2 separate regions of the Sus scrofa genome follow, and region 1 is linked to region 2. A link is a contact called in public HiChIP or PLAC-seq data. All regions are on one chromosome and are shown on one strand. Each heading gives the region's core, a stretch centred on a gene start, on an enhancer-like site or on the middle of the called end of the contact. The rest is flanking DNA. Distances are from core to core; before and after follow the strand shown. Region 1 overlaps LONP2 (lon protease homolog 2, peroxisomal). Region 2 has its middle 10 kb from the start of N4BP1.

Region 1 (4,999 bases), core at 374-2,873, 280 kb before region 2:
TGTGAAATTTCATACTCCCTTCTTTCCTGCATTTGACAGTGTTTCAAAAGAATTTTCTCGCATCGCTTAAAAACACTTAGGAAACAGTTTTAGGGACTGCGTGGTAGTTTATGAAGTGAATGGCTGCACCACCGTTTACTTGGTGTTCTAATGTCGAGTATTTATATTGGATCTAATTTTTGCTCTAACAGTGCGGCAGTGAGTAGCTTTGTTGTCTAAACATTTGTCTGAACCTACAGTTATGCCCTTAACTATAGCTTCCCAGAAAATAGAATCCCTGGGTCTGAGCTTATGAGTATTTGGGAGGCCTTCAAAATATGGACAAATGGCTTTCTGCAAAGAGTGATTCAGTTTGTATTTCCATAGCAATGGTATTTGAGATGATCTCTCCGCTCTCATTAACATTGATCATTGTCATTTCTTGAACTTCTCTACCAGTGACTTTAATTTGGTAACCAGAAAGTGGTATCTTTCTTTTAGTTTTTTTTATTTTATTTTTTGTCTTTTTCCAGGACCGCTCATGCAGCGTATGGAGGTTCCCAGGCTAGGAGTCCAATTGGAGCCACAGCAACGCGGGATCCGAGCCGCATCTGGGACCTACACCACAGCTCACGGCAACGTTGGATCCCTAACCCACTGAGCGAGGCCAGGGATCGAACCCGCAACCTCATGGTTCCTAGTCGGATTCATTAACCACTGAGCCATGATGGGAACTCCGGTTTCTTTTATAATTTAAATTTGTTTGTGTCTTGGTGAAATCATCGTTTTTTCATGTGGCTATTAACCATTTATTAAGAACCGCTGTTTGAGCCCAAGAAAAGGGCGTAGAAGAAGCACGTTGACTGTGCAGGTCCCACAGGAAGGGTTTGTGGGACAGGGTCCACGTGATGCAGGCAGGTTGAACTTTTTTCTTGATTGTTGTTTGCCTTACCTTAACATCTCCGTCTGGCTTGAATGTTTCCGTCTGGGGCAAGGCTGGTAATGAGGTCCAGGGACTCTCACCCTTTTCTGAGGGGGGAGAAGGCAGTTCTAGAGCCGAGCACCGAGAGCCTGTGCCGAGGACTCCGAAGGGTCCGCTTTAAGCTGGACCTCATTCCTTGCAGGGCGTGTTCGTGAGGTGATGTCTCCCTTCTGTTCTGTTTTAATGAGGACTCAAAGCACGTGTTCTGTGCAACTCCAGCGTTTCCCTCGTCTCGCTTTGCGTCGCACAAGGTGCGGTGGATGAGTCTTAAAATCCAGGGCCAGCCTGTCTTCCCTCATTAGCTGGCAGCCTTCTCCTGACTGGAGCCTCGCTTGGTTCTCTAGGCTCACGGCTCCACGATGGAACATTCTGAAGCACAGACTCGTTCTTGGTTAATGGCATTTTCAGCACGCAGCCGCCGTACCTGGAGCCGGGAGAGAAAGGCCATCCTGCGCCTTGTCGGGTCTAGTTTTCGTCAGAAGTAGCTCTCCCCACCCCCACTCCCTCGGTGCGCGAAGCCCCGAATTCACTGCTCCGCTTGGAAAGGGAGCGATGTCCCAGACCATTGGTTACATAATTGTGGATTGGCTTTCACCCATCCCGCTTTCCTGCCTCCTGTGATAGTGAATTCCAGGCTGGCAACAGTAATGAGATCTGAGAAAAGCCCATCGCAAAGCACAGCAGGCTAAAGAAACTCGCAGCCTCTTCTGTGCATGGGCTAGAGTTTCAGAGCCCTTCATTTTCAGGGGACAGAAACCTTAGACAGTAGTGCTTTTTTTTTTTTTTTTCCTCTCCCTCGTGCGTTAATTTTAATTAAGCAGTGACACCTGCTTTCTTTTCCACCCTGAGATCTACATGTAGCTAAACCTGTTCTAAGTGCCTTCCCACCCTTGGTAATTAGGTTACTTAGATATGCTGCAAACTGAGCAGCAGGCGGAAGATCTCCCACAAGCTACTGAGTAACCCAGGAATTGCTAGATTTTTGTGTAACAGGTAAGTAAGTGCTTGTGAGGGGTTGGAAAGATCAGGAAAGACTTCCTAGAATCCGGTTGAGCCAGACTTTGAAAGATCAAGTGACATTACAGAGGTATGACTATGGGAGTATATATAACTCAAGACTCACACTTCTGATCCAGTATGGGCACTGCAGCATGCAGTCTGCAAAGGATTTTCTCTTTAAAGCTCACAAGAACACCGCAGAACAAACAGGTGGTAGGAAGTTTAATGCTTGGTGTACAGTCAAATAGCCCGCAAGTGGCAAAAAGTCCAAACTGTTGTCTGTTTTCACTCATGATTCAGTCTCAAAGAGGAGCCCCGTAGGGCCCAGCAGGAGCGTAGACTAAGAGAGCCCTTCACCTTGAAGGGCACAGCGAGGCTGTAGTGCTCAGGGATCATTCAGAGACATCCCAGAATGTGTCCAGGTATCAGTAGAGTCCAAAATGAAGGTCCGATGTTATTAAACATAAGTCAGGAGTTCCCATCATGGCTCAGTGGTTAACAAATCCGACTAGGAACCATGAGGTTGCAGGTTCGGTCCCTGCCCTCGCTCAGTGGGTTAATGATCCGGCGTTGCCATGAGCTGTGGTATAGGTTGCAGACGCAGCTCGGATCCCGCGTTGCTGTGGCTCTGGCTTAGGCCGGTGGCTGCAGCTCCGATTCAACCCCTAGCCTGGGAACCTCCATATGCCTCGGGAGCGGCCCAAGAAATAGCAAAAAAAAGACCCAAAAAAAAAAAAAAAAAAACATAAGTCAGAAATCACTTTTGAAAAGAATAGTGGAAAACAGTTCTTTAATTTCATGAGCTATAAGACTAGGAGGACCATAACACAACTAAAATACATAATATATATAATAATACATAATGTTTAGATGACTTTATTATATATTGTATATTAATATATACAGTACTCAGTTACAGAAGGAAGGGTATTTGTCAGGTGAATGTGATAACCACTACACTATGGAAACAGAAAGGGATTTGTAAAGAAGGTAAGAAAAGATTTTTTTTTTTTTTTTGGCTGCACCTGCAGCATATGTAAGTTCCTGGGCCAGGGATCAAACCCAGGCCACAGCAACAGCCTGAATCACTGCAGTGACAACACCAGATCCTTAACCTGCTGAGCCACAAGAGAAGTCTAAGAAAGATATTTTAAAACATTTTGTGAGGAGTTCCCTTTGTGGTGCAGCAGAAATGAGTCCGACTAGCAACCATGAGGTTGTGGGTTCAATCCCTGGCCTCGCTCAGTGGGTTAAGGATCCGGCGTTGCCGTGAGCTGTGGTGTAGGTTACAGACGAGGCTCGGATCCCACGTTGCTGTGGCTCTGGTGTAGGCCAGTGGCTACAGCTCCGATGAGACCCCTAGCCTGGGAACCTCCATGTGCCACAGGTGTGGCCCTAAAAAGACAAAAGACAAAAACAAAAAACGCTTTGTGAGATAGTACAGGAACAGTAAGAATTATGGAAAAACTAAAAGAAGATGAAAACAGGGAATAAAGATAGAGTCAGATATTTTCTACATTTAAAAAAAAAAAAAAAAATTTATGACCACACCACAGACACATAGCACATAGAGGTTCCCAGGCCAGGGACTGAATCTGAGCCGCAGCCGCAGCAACACCAGATTTTTTTTTAACCCACTGTGCCAGGCCAGGGATCGACACCGCACCTCCACAGTGACGCGAGCCACTGCAGTCGGATCCTTAACCCACTGTGCCACAGGGGAAACTCCTCAACATTGTTAAACCTCTACCCATTTTAGGTTTCTGGCTATAGACTTGAGCATCATTCTTCTTTACTCAGATTGGAATTACAAAGACGAAGAGAAAAGATGGTCTGATAGGGCAGTTGGCCCCTGTTCCTCAGATGTCCCATCTCAAGCAAAACGAGTCTGTCCTTCAGCAGGATGCCAGCTACCAGGGCTCTTGAGCAAGAAAAGGAAAGAGTCCATCATGATAGGAATTCCAAGCCAGGCTTCATATTCTCCTACACTGGCACTGCCACTTCTATTTGTTTTTATTGAAAAATGATAACCTTGGAATCGAGCTGTATGTTTACCCAAGAGGCATTTACATGGGTTCTGTCATTTCCAAGTTCACACTGCCTGTCAGGAAATGGCACACCCGATGGAACGCCCCTAAGGTGGGAATTGAACCGTTGGAGTTGCGTTGATCTCGCAGAGACTTGTACAAGGTGATCTATTGCCTTTGACCCTTGAGTATGTGGCCTCTAAAGGCCATCAGTTGAATGGTGCCAAGCATTGTTCTTGGCTTAGTGGGATGGTTGAAAAGAAGACAGGGACGTTTGCTGCCCTCCTGGGTCTTACATTTGAATGGGGGGAGATGGAGGACAAACACGGGAAAGTAAATGAACAGGGTAATGCATTGTCTGACCCTCAACGGGGCTCTGGAAAGACCAGTTTTTCTGCCAGAGTCCCACAGATTCCCAGCAAAGCACACTGTTGTGCCTTTACTAAAGTAGAAAGGCAACTGAACTGTTGGAAGGCCAGTGTGCTTCACTTATTTACTGCTAATGAATTTTCATAACTGCAGATCTCCGAGAAAAAAAAAATACATGTTTCTCTCTTAGGTGGCAAAGAACACATCCTAGAAGATGCAAAACCGGACTCCATCGATGACACTACTGACTTGGGCCTACCACCTGAAATGCCAATTTTGATTGACTTCCATGCTCTGAAAGACATCCTCGGGCCCCCAATGTATGAAATGGAGGTGAGCATTCTCATTTCGTTCTCGATGCCCACCGGTTTACTCCGTGGGTTGATTGGGAGAGAGGGAGCTTAATTGATTGGGAGAGAGGGAGCTTTGGGTGTTTGGGGAGGCTGAATTTTGTCTTAAGATTGGAAACGTGTTCTCTCTGTGATACGGAGTTTGGAGGGCTCCAGAGACCCTGGCCAGATCAGATCTCATTCTTTGCGGCCGGTTCTATTTTAAGGACAGTGTCTCTGACTTTTCTCCTTAGAAATTCTGTGTTCCTGGAGTTCCCATCGTGGCTCAATGGAAATGAGCCCGACCAGTAACT
Region 2 (5,112 bases), core at 2,366-4,865:
ACGGCTTCCCCAACCTCCTTTATCAGATGACTCAACCCTGCCTCGGAGAACAGGGGGCAATGGGTGGGGAGACAGGCTGAGAGAGAGGTGGTCTGGCTGGTCTCCCTCTGAGGTAGGAGGTAGATGGGCCCCTGGGCTGAGAACAGCTGGGACCCAATGGGCTGAGTAAATTGGGTCTTGCTCCCCTTTGACACGTCAAGGAAAAAGTTATTGGCAGGAGCTGAGCTCTGCCGGAGTAGAAAGATAAAATGATCACTTCAGGAGTTCCTGTCATGGCTCCGTGGAGACGAATCTCACGAGCATCCATGAGGACGCAGGTTTGATCCCAGGCCTTGCTCAGTGGGTTGAGGATCCGGCGTTGCCGTGAGCTGTGTGGTGTAGGTCACAGATGCGGCTTGGATCCTGAGTTGCTGTGGCTGTGGTGTAGGCCAGTGGCTACAGCTCTGATTCAACCCCTAGCCTGGGAACCTCCATATGCTGTGGGTGCAGCCCTCGAAAGACAAAAAACAAACACCTGTTGTCACAGTCTTTGCTTCCTTGAAACTTTCTGGATTTCAGCAGGGGGCAAGAATCAGGGCAACTCTGTTTTTAGCCTCTGGTCAGTCTAGTGCCAGGATTCCTGGTTTTCAACCAGGCTGTCCAGGTTAAGTTCCTGAGCAGAAAATCAAGATCTTGCTTCAAGCCATTGCTCATTGCTGTCTCTCAGAGATCACCTGCAACGGAAAGATGAAGAATAGAGAAAAAGCGCATCCCCACCGCAATGAGGATTCTGCAAAGGAAAAGCTGTGTTTATGCCACTTTACAAACAGCTGGCCAGGGACGGCCCCTCTGAGGGGCTGACGTGTGAGCAGAGATCTGGATGGGGAGGTGGGGGGACATGTAGAGAAGAGCTTCGGGGCAGAGAGCGTGGTTAGTGTGTTTGCAGAGCCCCGAGGAGGCCCATGTGCCTGGAGCTGGAGCTGGAGCTGGGGGGTGAGGAGAGGCGAAGGGGGGTTTTGAGGTTGAGAGGAGGGCAGGAGCCAGAGCCAGGGGGCCTGATGGACCTGGGAAAGACGTCAGACTTTATTTTACATAGACGGGGAGTTATCAGAAGGTGGTAAGGTCCCCAAATCCCAGAGGCAAGGGCTTGGGCTTCAGCATCCTGGTAGTCTGGTTTCCTGTTTGTGGAGAGGGCGTGGTTGAGTCTGGGTGGAGGGGCGGGGTGGGGGGGCGCGGCGGTGGCTCATGTGACAGATGAGTTTGTGGAGCTGGAGGGGAGACCAGCTCAGCCTCACGCACTGCAGTCGGGTCTGGGCACCTGGCTGCGCACAGCCGCCTTCAAAACAAAACAGCCCAAGGACAGGCATCGGCTTGGTGGGACCTCTGGGCTGAGTCACGTGGGCGGTGGAGTTTTAGACAACAAGCTTCACCGGAGTGTCTACAAGGCTCCGAGCATTCTCTAGACACGGGGTGGGAGAGAGGACAGCGATGGCTAAGGTGAGCTCTGCTTGTCTTCCTGGAGGAGAAGGAAGTTGTGATGTCTTCAGAGTGAAAGAGAGGAGCTGTCACCACCACAGGGAGAGCTGAGGGGCACTGAGAAGGCGCAGAGACCGCACTCGAGAAGGGGATTGGCTGAAGGTGCTGTGGCCGGAAGATATGCTATACAAGCTGTATAAACATCTGTGTATGTTATATGCACCGCTTTTGCAAATACTCCTTTCATGCTTAACCCTATGTGAGAAGCTGGGCTATGCACACAGCACTTCCAACAGAAAGTCTTCTGCAGGAGTTCCAATCGTGACTCAGTGGAAATGAATCTGACTAGTATCCATGAGAACGTGGGTTTGACCCCTAGCCTTGCTCAGTGGGTTATGGATCCGGTGTTGCCATGAGCTGTGGTCTAGGTTGCAGAAGCAGCTCGGATCCCGAGTTCTGATGGCTGTGGTGTAGGCGGGCAGCTGTAGCTCAGATTCGACCCCTAGCCTGGGAACCTCCATATGCTGTGGGTGTGACCCTAAAAAGACCAAGAAAAAAAGAGAGAGAGAGAGAGAGAGAGAGAGAGAGAGAGAGAGAGAGAGGAAACGTCTCCTGCAAATGATTGATGGGTTGACTCTACACAAACAATCCTGCTGAGCCCCCACAAACAACCCTGGGAGGTAGGCATCCTGCTCACTTTACAGATGAGGAAGCTGAAACTTAAGGAGGTTGAGGAACTTGTCAGAAGTCTCTACCATAAGGAAGAGGCAGGGTAGAGCTGGCTGGCACAGAGATCTGCAAAATCGAAGACTTCTCCGCAGAAGCAGAAGGGTGGAGGCCTGCTGTGGGGCCCCTCCAGCACCGGCTGGCTGAGGTCTGAGGACCTGCGCACCCTGAGATGCTATCTTGCTTTCAGGGCCGGGCAGGCTCACAGGAAGCCAGGTCTCCACCCTGTTCCTCCAGCTTCCAGAGTAAAAAATAACTTGGGCAGTTTCCGGAAGCATATGCATACTGCAGGAAGGACGTGGGATAGCAGTCAAGGTTCCCTTTGTTCTCTAAGGGGGCAAAACGCATAGCCAGCTCTCCCCAGCTCCCCTCCCCACTCTCCCATCCCCACCTCTCGCCTCCTCTCATTCTGAATTCCTGGGAGAGAATTTCCTTTGTGGCTCAGCAGTTAACGAACCCGACTAGTATCTGTGAAGATGTGGGTTCGATCCCTGGCCTTGCTCAGTGGGTTAAGGATCTGGCTTTGCTGTGAGCTGTGGTGTAGGTCGCAGACTCGGCTTGGATCCCACACTGCTGTGCCTGTGGTGTAGGCGGCCGTTGTAGCTCCGATTTGACCCCTAACCTGGGAACTTCCATATGCCGAGGGTGCGGTCCTAAAAAGCAAAGCAAAGCAAAACAAAACAAAACACAGAACTCCTGGGAGAGCTTGTACTGGAATCCCAGAGTTTTTCCTAAGTGTGGAAAGCACACCACTGACGGGATGGCAAACGATATTCATTGGGAAACAGCCAGGCTTTTAAGGAATTGTAATTGTAATGTGTTTATTTTCACGGTTCTGTTTTTGGCAAGAAATACCAGACTCCCAATCATTGTGGCAATAAAATGCTTCCCTTTTAATTGTATTTGACTTTTAAAAATGAGTTGATTTTAAGAAAAATGTTAACCGAGTAGTAACTCGGGTAGGGTGGAGATCTGGCCAGAGAAGAGGGATGAAAAGGACCCAAGTGCAGGAAATACTCAGCTCTGAACCCAGGACATCATCCTGGATGCAGGGATGGGCTCATAGCAGCAAATCTTTTTGGAAGAGCCACGTATGGGTCAAAGGGCAGCCCAGGCACCGGCAGGACAGAAGTCTTGACTCTGCCTTTCTCCGTGGGGGCCTGCATGAGCCTCCCGGCTCCCAGCCGAGTTCCCCTTTTCTGCAATGAGGAGGTTCCGGGCCCTTCCAGCCGACGACGCATTCTCATTCTTTCACTCTCCTGCCAGCCAGAGCTTAGACCAGGAGACGGTGTAACAGGAAACGATTTCACAAGCACAAGTCGCCTCGCTATCAAATATTTATCGCGCCCCTCCGCGCACGGGGTACCTCTACTCTCTCTAGGAAAGTCTTTTTATAAGCAAGGCTTTCTTGATCCAGCCTCCACAGCCCAGGGCGCCACCTGCTGTCCCCACGGCGCCAGTGCAGCCTCCGATTTTCGAGCCCCCTTCCCCGGGAGGGACAGGGAGAATCCCTGGGAAATCCGGGGACGCCGATCTTTTGGGAGGAGGTAGCGAGGCCAAAAGGGGATGCAAAGTAAATGGATCTCGGTGATGGGCAGAAAAGCCTCCCACGGATTGGAAGGGACCTCGGAGGGAACCGAAGGAAAGTGGTCAGCCGCAGCGCTGGCGTCCCGCCGTGCTTTTCTCTGACAAAAACGCTCACAACTGGCAGCTCCAGGCAACCAAGGGGACTGGATCTGCTCCCCAGCACAGCCCAGAGTGTGGAGAGAGCAACTTGGGAGCTGCATCAGAAGCTCAATAAATGGATGACGAAGCTCAGTAATTGGGACACTGCACTCTCTTTTTGCTGCTTTAAGTGGAGAGAGAGGCTATACAAGATTCAAGGTACAGAAAGGGCAATCCCCGGCCCCGTCCTCCCAACACACACAAGGAAATAGCTCCCTCAAGCTCTCTTAGCAGCCTCAGCGAGGCCTCCTCTGCTTCCAGAATGACATCTGCAGGTCAGTCGGCCTACCAACCCCCACCCCCAGAGCACCAAGCCCGCCCCCTAGTGGAAGCTAGAGCAAATGTCTCCAAATCTCCTTAAGTTTTGCAGCTGAAGGGTGGGGTGCAGTGTAGGAGCACAGACTCCCGGCCAAACGTGTTCTATCGCTTTGGTCTGGGTTGGCGGGGGCAGGGCGGGATGCATTAGAATAGGAGTGCTGTGGTCTTACCAGTAGGTTCTGGGGCGGTGGGTTTGGGGTGGGGTCCAGGAAGGCACCCTCCAATGACTCTGGCCCTCCAAAGGTGGCACACCACTGCACTGGCCAAAGGCCCTCCTTTCTCCAGGATTCTTCCAGATGCGGTGAAAAAAGACCCGTGATTGCGGGAACTTACTTTGGGAGACCTACTACCCCTGGGGCTTTATAAGAATTCTCATTCAGTGCTCACCACTGCCCTTTGAGTGGCGCCATCTCTCTGGGGAAGGGTTTTAAAGAAAGGGGAGACTAAGGCTTAGAGGATTCCTTCGCTTGCCCCAGACTCGTAAATGGCAGGGACCAGGTTGGAATTCAGCGCATTCTGATTTCCAAGCACATGTACTTTTTTTCCTATTTCCGTGACAGTGATTCTCTTGATTTATCTTATTTGGGCCTAATGATTTTAAAGTTGATTTTCAAAATAGGTGGTACAGGAATGTGGCTCAAAAATATCTAAAAAAGTGATGAAACATACTTAGTACCATTGCACAGCAATATGACTACATGTAACCCTCCTGACCCGCTGCACTGGAAAATTTAAAGATGGTGATTTTTGCTATGGTTTTTTAATCACATTAAAAAAAAAAAAAAAAGGCATTCAGGGAGTTCCTGTTGTGGCTCAGCAGTAATGAACCTGACTAGTATCCATGAGGCTGCAGGTTCCATCCCTGGCCTCTCTCAGTGGGTTAAGGAT

What was found. HiChIP or PLAC-seq counts read pairs in DNA pulled down with a chosen protein or histone mark.
Region 1: a contact with region 2 is called in an H3K27ac HiChIP or PLAC-seq map of skeletal muscle. The contact joins two enhancer-like sites. A contact is called at or near these places in 2 of 5 promoter capture datasets (fetal liver and liver), 1 of 47 Hi-C or Micro-C datasets (embryonic fibroblasts) and 2 of 2 datasets of contacts at active chromatin or transcription factors (alveolar macrophages and skeletal muscle).

Annotation. Positions count from the first base shown.
Region 1 is chr6:36,387,110-36,392,108 of Sscrofa11.1, reverse strand. LONP2 (lon protease homolog 2, peroxisomal) reads left to right here. Exons shown (of 15, transcript XM_005664451.3): 12 at 4,547-4,689. Among named protein-coding and RNA genes, the nearest start is that of SIAH1, 52 kb to the right of the region's middle. Within about 2 kb of position 1,623, at least 6 of the 83 cell types and tissues checked have an H3K27ac peak or open chromatin away from gene starts, as enhancers often do. A contact at or near this core is called in skeletal muscle, where this site is marked.
Region 2 is chr6:36,109,329-36,114,440 of Sscrofa11.1, reverse strand. No RefSeq gene overlaps it. Among named protein-coding and RNA genes, the nearest start is that of N4BP1, 10 kb to the left of the region's middle. Within about 2 kb of position 3,615, at least 47 of the 83 cell types and tissues checked have an H3K27ac peak or open chromatin away from gene starts, as enhancers often do. A contact at or near this core is called in skeletal muscle, where this site is marked.